2 separate regions of the Mus musculus genome follow, and region 1 is linked to region 2. The links are chromatin contacts, called in public Hi-C maps. All regions are on one chromosome and are shown on one strand. Each heading gives the region's core, a stretch centred on a gene start, on an enhancer-like site or on the middle of the called end of the contact. The rest is flanking DNA. Distances are from core to core; before and after follow the strand shown.

Evidence for each region. A called contact is a pair of places that touch in the nucleus more often than the background predicts.
Region 1: a contact with region 2 is called in a Hi-C map of muscle stem cells, with 3 times the contacts expected there. The contact joins the promoter of Wbp4 here to the promoter of Tpt1 in region 2. A contact is called at or near these places in 1 of 39 promoter capture datasets (cranial neural crest) and 1 of 484 Hi-C or Micro-C datasets (muscle stem cells).

Annotation. Positions count from the first base shown.
Region 1 is chr14:79,477,993-79,482,864 of GRCm38.p6, forward strand. Wbp4 (WW domain binding protein 4) reads right to left here and starts at 3,276. Exons shown (of 10, transcript NM_018765.3): 1 at 2,939-3,276; 2 at 2,381-2,453. The coding sequence starts at 2,940. Elf1 (E74-like factor 1) reads left to right here and starts at 3,202. Exons shown (of 9, transcript NM_007920.4): 1 at 3,202-3,645. n-TEttc4 (a tRNA gene) reads left to right here and starts at 3,676; the gene lies at 3,676-3,747.
Region 2 is chr14:75,843,299-75,848,114 of GRCm38.p6, forward strand. It overlaps Tpt1 (tumor protein, translationally-controlled 1), which reads left to right and starts at 1,958. Exons shown (of 6, transcript NM_009429.3): 1 at 1,958-2,158; 2 at 2,319-2,392; 3 at 2,905-3,095; 4 at 3,396-3,501; 5 at 3,946-4,062; 6 at 4,801-4,816. The coding sequence starts at 2,131. The coding sequence ends at 4,803. It overlaps Gm4285 (predicted gene 4285), which reads right to left and starts at 1,666. Exons shown (of 3, transcript NR_045294.1): 1 at 1,476-1,666; 2 at 1,253-1,359; 3 at 1-684. Snora31 (small nucleolar RNA, H/ACA box 31) reads left to right here and starts at 4,625; the gene lies at 4,625-4,736.

The DNA.
Region 1 (4,872 bases), core at 2,026-4,525, 3.6 Mb after region 2:
GCCAGGGCTACACAGAGAAACCCTGTCTCAAAAAGCCAAAGCAGGTAAAAGACTTTGTTTTTAAAATATTAAGAAAAATAGATACTTAAAAATTCCTTGTTTGGGCAGGTAAGATGGCTTAGTGGGTAAAGGTGCTTACCACCAAACCTGACCACCAGATTCAACCCCCAGGACCCACATGATAGAAGAACAGACTCCTGAAGTTGTCCTCTGCTATTCGCATACCAGAGAACATCCACAACAACAACAACAACAGCAACAACACACAGACACACACTTTAAAAAATTCCTCACATTGTGCAAAATGATGTAGTAAAACAAAGTGACTGTTTGTAGCAACAATCTTGTAGTTTATCTACTGGAGACTGGGTAAGTGAACTGCGTGCACTCCCACAGGCTTTTATTGAACAGAAAGGCAGCACACAGTTCCCTATGTACTGACATGGGAGACACCTTCAGGATACACTGTTCAGTTAAAAAAACCTCTGTACCCTGTGAACAAGATGGAATAAAATACATACACACAGAAACAATGAAAGGATGGACCTGAGCAAAGGGGGAGGTGACTTCTGAAGAGTAACATAATTAGATGGCTGGGGACAGGGATGGCTGACTGAGCACTGGGGCCTACATAAATATCCAGAAGTTCTCACAAATTATAGATGTCTGGTGGAAAGAAATAAGAAGTACCCTAAAAGTCCTGTCAATCAAACCCTGTATGATGTATTAATGGAGCTATTCTAATATACTCCTCAGAGTACCTCTTTAAAGCTAGAGTTTGTAAGGCAAACAGTTGTCTCTATTGTTCCTATACCGAGTTACTTACAGCTGATTATACCACACAAAGAATACTGTATTAAAGCACCATTCAAAATTAAATAGTTTTCACTAATAAATTACTAGATATGTAGGGAGATGCACACAGACCTCTAGAAAGATAATTTATTTTCATAACTCATTAAAGTTATTTTATTGCATAGGTACCTCCTGGGATATTTTTTTCAATTTATGTGGTTTTAAAATCTCATGGCAGTTTTGGTAGGGATTAGCCTAAGCCAAATAAAATATGCACAATCTTTAGCACCTACTAGCAAAGCCAAAGGGAAGAGCAAAACTCCTCTCAAAGCCTAAGATGATTTAGTAGTGTGTAATGGCAGACTGTAGCACAAAATATGGCATCATTCCGTGGTGTACAATAGTTCTGCCAAGTAATACGTTATGTATATGCAAGACACTATAGGGTTTGCTTTTTCAAGACAGGATCTCTCTGCGTAGATCTGGCTGTCCTTGAACTCACTCTGTAGAACAAGCGGCCCTTGAGCTCGGAGATCTGCTTAATAGCCTCTGGATACTGGGATTAAAGATGGGAACCACCTCTGCCCTTGCTGACCCTGTAGTTTTTCAAAACGTATTTTCTGGGTCTACGCCCCTGTGAGTGTGTAAGGACATGAGCATAGCCGCTAATGGAGGTCAGAAGAGGCTGTCGGACACCCTGAAACTGGAGTTACAGGTAGTGTCGAACTGCCATGTGGGTACTGGGAACTGAACCTCAACCCTCTGCAAGAGCAGGAGTTGTTACTGACTGTGAAGCCATCTCTCCAGTCCCCATAGCCCACAGCTTTTGATACAGTAGCTTGTCTGATTGTAGAATGTCTAAGAGGGAAGAAAGCCAGCTGACGTCTTACTTTATGCTTTAAAAGTTGGATCTAAGTGGTGGTGCACACCTTTAATCCCAGCACTCCGCGAGGTCAGCCTGGTCTACAATAGCCTGAGTTTCAGGACAGCCAGGGCTATACAGAGAAACCCTGTCTTGAAAAACAAAAAAACAAACAAACAAACAAAAAGTTGGATCTAGGAGTCTAGCCATGGTACACACCTTTTTTGCCAGCACTTGGGAAGCAAAGCCAAGTAGATCTCTGTGGGCTGCGGGCTAGCCTGGTCTACAGAGTGAGTTGCTGTCTGGAAACCCTGTCTTGAAAAATCACCGCCCCCAACCCCCTTGCAAAAATAGTGGGCTCAAGGCTTTCAGCATAAGGTATATTACAGCTGCTCCCTTTGTATCTCACCAGGGAATAATGCTGTTCTCCTTCCTGTGGAGAACAGGAAAAACTACAATATTCCTTTTTAAGGGGCAGGTATTCCATAAACAAGATTATCCCACTCACTGTCCATTTCCTCAAAGTCCCCAGAAATAATTTGGCCTTAAAATCAAAGTCAGATTGATGAAAAGGAGAAGGCTATAGCTTTCATAAGAGGAATCAAACAAAAGAAACCTTTTTAGGTTTTGAAGAATAAAGAGCACTATACACGAAAGTGGCTTATACACACTAAAGTCAAAAAAACAACACATCACGTGAATATTTTAATAAAAATTTCATACAGGCCTATTGTCTGCTATCCAGCACTTGCAGTAATCACAGAATTTCTTTGGTTGTGACTTCCAGTAGTCGGCCCTGAAAAGATAAAAACAACTCTAAGCTTATCCAAAAATTGAAAGGAATTTTTACAGTTGTTAAAAAATGGGATATAAGGCTGTTTTCGGACTTCTGTCTTAGCAAAGCAGTTGTATTATTTATGTAAAGCTAAAGTCCGTGGAAAACTGCTCTCCGGTGAAGGTAAATCACACTGCACCGAGATGAAGAAGTCTCAAAGTATTTCTCTTTCCCGTGCCCTTCTAGCTAATTCATTCGTTCTGGGGACGCGAGGCTGGGAAAAGCCCCTGGACGTCTGAGGCCGCAGCGCCACCCCGGCCCCGGGCCCGGGCCCCGGCGGGCGGGCGGGGGCGGCACCCGAGTCCCCGGCTCCTGCCTAGAGGGCGGCCGCGTCTCCGAGAGAACCGGCCCCGCAGGTCGGGCGGCCCCGGGCGAGCGGAGGGGCGGGAGGAGGCCACTCGCGGGCGCCTGGCGGCGCAAGCCCGACCCGACCCGACCCGACTCACATGACGGCGGCAGCTCCGCGGGCAGCCCGCGATCCCGCTCACTGATGTCCGCCGGTGGCTCAAGCCAGGACCTCTCGGTCTCGGCGTCCCCCCCGGGTACGGCGTTTCCACGGGTGGACTACGGCGGCCGCGACGGCCCAACCCGCGCGCGCGGTTGTCACCGCCTCTTCCCCTCCCCCACGGGGCGGTACTCGCGGCGCCTGAGAGGTGGGGTCGGTATAAAGGGGTTGAGGTCACCCAGAAGGGACGAAAGCGCGACGGGACCGGAGCCGCGGGCCCCGAGCGTCCGACCCAGGCTCCATCCCGCGGTCCTCACGCCTCCCGGGATCCAGAACCTCCACTCCCGAGCTGGCTCGCAGCCGAGAGGCTCGATCGCCTCCCCCCAGCCCCGGCCGCACGCCGCCGTTCCCACAGCCGGCGCCGCCCTCGGCTTTGCCGGCTTGCCCGCCCGCTCTGTGACCGGGGAGCAGCCCGGGACCTGACGGCTGAGAAAGAAAGGCGCAGCCGCCCGTTCCGGGAGCGCACGGGGCGCCCGGCTTCGGCTCAGAACTTTCCAGGGGCGCGCACCGGCCCCGCTCCTCCCCCCCGCCACGCCCGCGCGCTCCGCCGGGCTCGTGCCCGCGCGTGGGGCAGCGGCCGCGGGGGCGGCTTCGGCGGCGCGAGTTGCAGCAGAGTGGCTGAGTGGTAGCGGCGCTGACGCTAGTCAGGTGGGTCACAGCAGTGCTTGTAGCAGCACTTCCCATATGGTCTAGCGGTTAGGATTCCTGGTTTTCACCCAGGCGGCCCGGGTTCGACTCCCGGTATGGGAACAGTGTCACTTTTTGCTCTAGTTGAGTTTACTTGCTTAGTGGCTCTGGCTGACTTCTGCAGCCGTGTTCGGGGTGAGTTTGGGAGCAGGCAGTGTAGTTGCTCCCGTGGATGGGAGCTTGGCTCTCGGAGGCCGGAGGAGCGCGGCGGCCGCTCTCGGGCCCGCTGCGAGAGGAGTTTCGCTTTCCCCGCGGCTGTACCCCGCCCTCAGCCCGTACTTTTCCAGGCGCTCGGGAGGTGATGATTAACTTGGGCCTCGCCTTATCTCCCCCCGCCCGGGTGCCCCCTCGGCCCACACCCTGCTCCGCCGCCCCCTTCCTACTCGGCGGGCCGGGGCGTGCCCGCTGCGCTCCAGTTACTGTCAACAGCGGCTGGAGACCACCCCGCTGCTCCCTATCGCCAGACCCCCGCCGATCCCTTGTCGCCGGCTGGGCTCTAGGACCCCCGCCGCGTGCACCCGAGCCCGGTCCACCGCTCCCCCCCCCCCCCAGCAACCCTCGCCTCAAGGCTTTTGCAGAATGTCTCTTATTTTCCTTCTAACTCCCCTTTCCTCTTCAAACACACGGCAAACTGCGGAGAAGAAAAATACCACTGGGATGAGATGTCTTGAAAGAACAGAGCCGGCTTTCCCGGAGGCTGTTTGGAGCGTCACTGATTTAAAAAAAAAAAAAAATCATGGGATGGAGGTGGAGCTTGGAAGACAGAAAATTAGCCCGGAGACTGGGGAGGGGATGTTACAACAAAGTTGCACTGTACTTTTAAATATAGAAGCCCTGTGTTTATTACAAAGAAGCGGCCCAGCTGTGTCAGCAGCCTGAGCGCCGTACACGAAACAAAAGCGTTATCATAAATGCAAGTTGAAATTAGAAAATTGGGGCAGCTGTAATGTTTAGTCTGTTGGGCCTTTGGGCACAAATAAGGAAAAACTGACTCCGGCGGATGAGTTTCTGGTCAAAACCATTACTGAGCAGAAGTTTTGGTTGTTTGTGTGTTCCCAACAATATTTTATAGCCTTAACTGGCACAGCTGAGTTTGAAAATAGCTGTTAATGTGATCTATGCGATTAGGGATTAATGAGCCTTTCCTCGTAAAAATTAAACCTAGAAAACTCCTTTAGCGAATATTTA
Region 2 (4,816 bases), core at 708-3,207:
AAATTCACCTATGTTCTAATCACGAGACCACATCCTGAGTGATACTTTCTACTCCAGCCTGTAAGGCTTTTCTCACTATTAATGGTATTCTGAGATAAGAATGGTTGGCTCACACCTGTAATCCTAGCCCTATTGAAGCTAAGGCAGGAGAATTTTGATTTCCAGGCCTGTCTGGCCTCCGAAATCAGTTCAAGACTGGTTTGGGCTATGCAAGCAGAGGAGGTGAGAGGAGAGGTTAACTGAACAAAAGGCTTTTGGACCTGACAGTAATAACTTCAGGAATATTATGAAAAAAAATCGGGAATTGCATACATATCCCACATATTATTTATCACCTGTTAAGTATGTCAGCCTCTCACTCATCTTATTAAATTCACAGAAATTCCATTTCATACTAAAGCTCAAAGAGGGTGAACTTCCTGAGATCGTGGGACTGGTAACACAGACAAGATGCCAGCACTGCTTAGCTTCAAATCTTCAGCTCTCTTTCACCATGGTTTTGTTTTTTTTTTTGTTTTTTTTTTTTGTTTTTTTTTGTTTTTTAATTCTTCAATGAGCCGGACGGTGGTGGTGCACATCTTTAATCCCAGCACTTGGGAGGCAGAGGCAGGCGGATTTCTGAGTTCAAGGCCAGTCTGGTCTATAAAGTGAGTTCCAGGACAGCCAGGACTATACAGAGAAACCCTGTCTCGAAAAAACAAAAACAAAAAAAAATTTTTAATGATGTTAAAAAAATACATTTGGGCATAAAACTGGAGAAAATAACAGAAAAATCCAAAAAGAATATGTTTGGGGATCTATGTAAATGAGCATTTTTGAATAATTTGAAAATGAATACCTGGGATGTGCAAATAAGATTCACATAACTCAGAAATAACTGAGTTTTGAGACTGCTAAGTCATAGCCCCTCGGTTCTATGTCTACGTTTTCTGATGTCCTTCACTTTTTTACTGTTACCCCGTGTCCTTTAGAGTATCTAGGAAAGCAGCAGACCACCGCATCTTAAGTGGACGGTTTTTCTTCTGCTCTTTGGCTAGAGTTTTATTCCTGAATGGTTTACTCTGTGCTTGTAACACTTTGTTAGTGTGAACTGCCTTCTCCTTTGACATACTAACCTAACCTTCTGTCCGAGGGCAGGCAGGGCTGGCTATGTCCTTCTTAAGCGAGAAAATTGCAACACTAGGGTTACAACGGACTATAACCAAATCTGGAAGGGAAGAAACTGTGATTTCATCCTGCCATACATGTTTACCTGAACGGTGGGTCTCGGAAGTTGTATGTTGTACTTCGTGGTGGATGCGAAAGCCCTTCAAGTGACCCGGGCAAGTGGGAAGCTCCTTATTTTGGGTCTGTTTAGTCCTGCATCGCCAGGAATAAAAGGGATAAAAGTGACAATACAGAACTGTCCTAACAAAGGACACCGTTTGCGACCAAGAGCAGAACAGGCCAGCGAAGAGCTGTCCGGCCAGACCCACCGCAGGCTTTCACTTTCGGAACCCACTAGAGGACCAGTCCCCAGGACATCTCCCTCCGCGAGCAAAACCGGTGCAGTCTGTGGGCAGCCAAGGACCGGAGGTCGGAGACCCGGGACACCAGCCCGGCGCCATCCCCGTAGTCCCCGCAGGCTCAGCGGCGCGCCCGACAACAGTCATCCGATTCTGCTGACATTTTCTTTCCGAGAAAGGGGTGGGAACTGAAGCGGCGTGGCGGGAGGCGGGGCGCAGTCACACCCTGGCCACGCCCGGGCGGCGACTCAAGCGTCCGGCCATCGGTCGGCCGCAAGTCCCTTCCCGTCCCAGCATGCCCCGGGCGCACTATCCGCACACCGCCCCCGTTGCCCCGCGCACCCAGGGGCACTCCGCATTGTGTCCCAGCAGAGTCCCCGGATGCCCTCCCGGGGCCGGCCGGGCGTAGCCACGCCCCCGCACCGCCCTGCGTTCACGTCACCGCTGACGACAGTTCCGGGGGAGCCGCGGACGGTGACGTAGCCGAGCGTGCCCTCTATATGAGGTTGGGGAGCGCCCGCGTCGGCCTTTTCCGCCCGCTCCCCCCTCCCCCCGCGCGCCGCTCCGGCTGCACCGCGCTCGCTTCCGCGCTGTCAGGCTAGCGCCGCCGTCCCCAGCCGTCACCATGATCATCTACCGGGACCTCATCAGCCGTAAGTCCCGGCGCCCGCGGGCCTGGGTGCGGGTGGGCACCGGGGAGGCCGGGGACACGAGCGCAGAGCTTGGGCCGGGAGCCGCCGCGTGCGCCGAGCCCGGCGCGGGAAATGGCGGGCCTTCGCTCGCTCACGGGCGGCTCTCTCTGTTCGCTTTCAGATGACGAGCTGTTCTCCGACATCTACAAGATCCGGGAGATCGCGGACGGGCTGTGCCTGGAGGTGGAGGGCAAGGTGAGCGGGGCGCCGCGCGCGGGGAGGCTGGCCGCCTGCCTGCCGGGTCGGCCGAGCCGGGCCGGGCTGGGCTGGGCGCCGCGGGGAGGCCGCTGGAACTCGTGCAATCCTCGCTGCCGCCTCCAGGCGGAGGAGACGCTCTTGCGGACCTTGGGTTTTTCTAGAAAAGTGGAGGCGGAGCCGAGCCTGGAAATAGGTCCGCGAACTCAGCGCCATCCTCTTTCCGGGCGAACGGGGACATATTGTCTATAAGACAGGTTTGCGCTGTGCGCGCTTAACCCGTGGCGACTCGAGAGAGGCCACAGCAACTTGGTTCCGCTTGATGAGAGTGACCACCTCTCTCAGTCCGGGCAGCGACTATTTGGGGGGAGGTTAAGATGTTTCAGGGAGCTGACTGATCGTTGCCGGACCTTTTTTTTTTTTTCTCTTTTTTTCTTTTTTTTTTTTTTTTTTTGCCCCTTCGACTAAGTTGTATTGTCTTTTTGTTTTGTTTTGTTTTCTTCTAAATGTAGATGGTCAGTAGAACAGAGGGTGCCATCGATGACTCGCTCATCGGTGGAAATGCTTCCGCTGAAGGTCCGGAGGGCGAAGGTACCGAAAGCACAGTAGTCACCGGTGTTGACATTGTCATGAACCATCACTTACAAGAAACCAGCTTCACAAAAGAGGCTTACAAAAAGTACATCAAAGACTACATGAAATCGTAAGTGACATAAACACCCCGTTTTGGTGGTCAGCTTCCTAGAAGAAGTTGGTTGCTTAGGTAGGAAGGGCTTAAGAAAGGAGGGTCTTTTGTTATACAGTGAAGGTTGATTTTCAATAATGTGAGCAAGCCGGTAGAAAGTTACTTTAAAGGTAATATAGGAATTACATTCTTTTAAATGGTTTCTTGTCACCTAGTAAACTATCATTTTGCTAGAAGACATTACCTATTGGAGCTTATATTCTTACTTTACTGAAAGATTATTCAGTATTTTGATGACCTGTTACTTTACTGTTTTAGACTCAAAGGCAAACTTGAAGAGCAGAAACCAGAAAGAGTAAAGCCTTTTATGACTGGAGCTGCAGAGCAGATTAAGCACATCCTTGCTAATTTCAATAACTACCAGGTAAATGGACCAAAGGGTTGTATAATAACTGTGGGATCCGAAAAAGTCTGTTTGCTGTCTCGTACATGGCTCTGGCTGTCCTGGAACACCCTTAGACCCAGTTACCTCAGCCTTCTGAGATGAAAGTCTCAGCCCATTTTGTGTAGCACCACACCAGGCAAGGAGCTGGTATTAAAATGATAGGCATTGCTTTCTTTTCATTGAGACTGTTATCTGTAGACCAGACTAGCCTTGAACCCAGAGGTCTACCTGCCAGTGCCTCTTAATTGCTGGGATTAAAGGTGTGTGCCAACATGGCTAGCATATGTGTTATTTTTGAGAACTAGGGGTTTTTCTTGCCAAATTTTGGCCAGGGGTTATTCTGGATCTGCTTTTTATAGTTTGATTTTATATTTGTGTGTATAAGATAGTCTAATTGTAGGTTTTTGTTACGTGTTTCTTAAGTTTTTTATTGGTGAAAACATGAATCCAGATGGTATGGTTGCTCTCCTGGACTACCGTGAAGATGGTGTGACTCCATTCATGATTTTCTTTAAGGATGGCTTAGAGATGGAGAAATGTGTAAGTATCTTTAAATTAGTAGTGTCAAGACAGGGAGTGCAGCAGTGATTCTTTGCCATCTGCAGGTGGCAGGCCTTGTAGATTGTGAGATCTTTATCCTGTGGGAGAGTAGAGCCTTGAACATGAAAGGGGCTTGAAGATGAGATTAGCTGGCTTGCTAGAGTGCTCAGGGTCATGTGTGTAAGTAGTTTGACACTGGCCTGGGATAAACTCACGTAGAATGAGTGTGGTCTCTGCCCCACGGTAGTTCAAGTCCATTTCATATTACATGCAATAGGATGTTTCAGTGTTTACTGAGGTCAGTAAGAAGGAATACAGAAATGTCTGTTTTATAAGGGACTGGTGGAGACAGTGTTCCTTGTCCTAGATTTTGGAGGCTTTTTTTGTAAGCACAGTAGAAGGTGAGTTTAGAGATGTACTGGAGAAAGTGGGTGACCGCCTGGGACAGTGGGGTAGGAGTGTTATTCAGACAACAGCTGGTGTTTGTCAGTAGAGCACTGGAGTGGGCAGGAAGATGGGTGAGTGCTGCCAACTCGGTGAGGGTCTGCATCCACTGATAGACCTCGAACAGTTTGTGGTTGTTCTTCTGGTTTGCACTAGGATGCAAAAGGAAACTCTCCCTGCGCTTCCTGCCTGCCTTTGTGGCAGTTCAGATTGAATTAGGGAGTACATCTACATGCTAGGACAGTTATAAGCTCAGGCTGGGGCAGTTGTTAATGCCATCTCTTTGTTTTGCAGTAACAAATTGGATCTA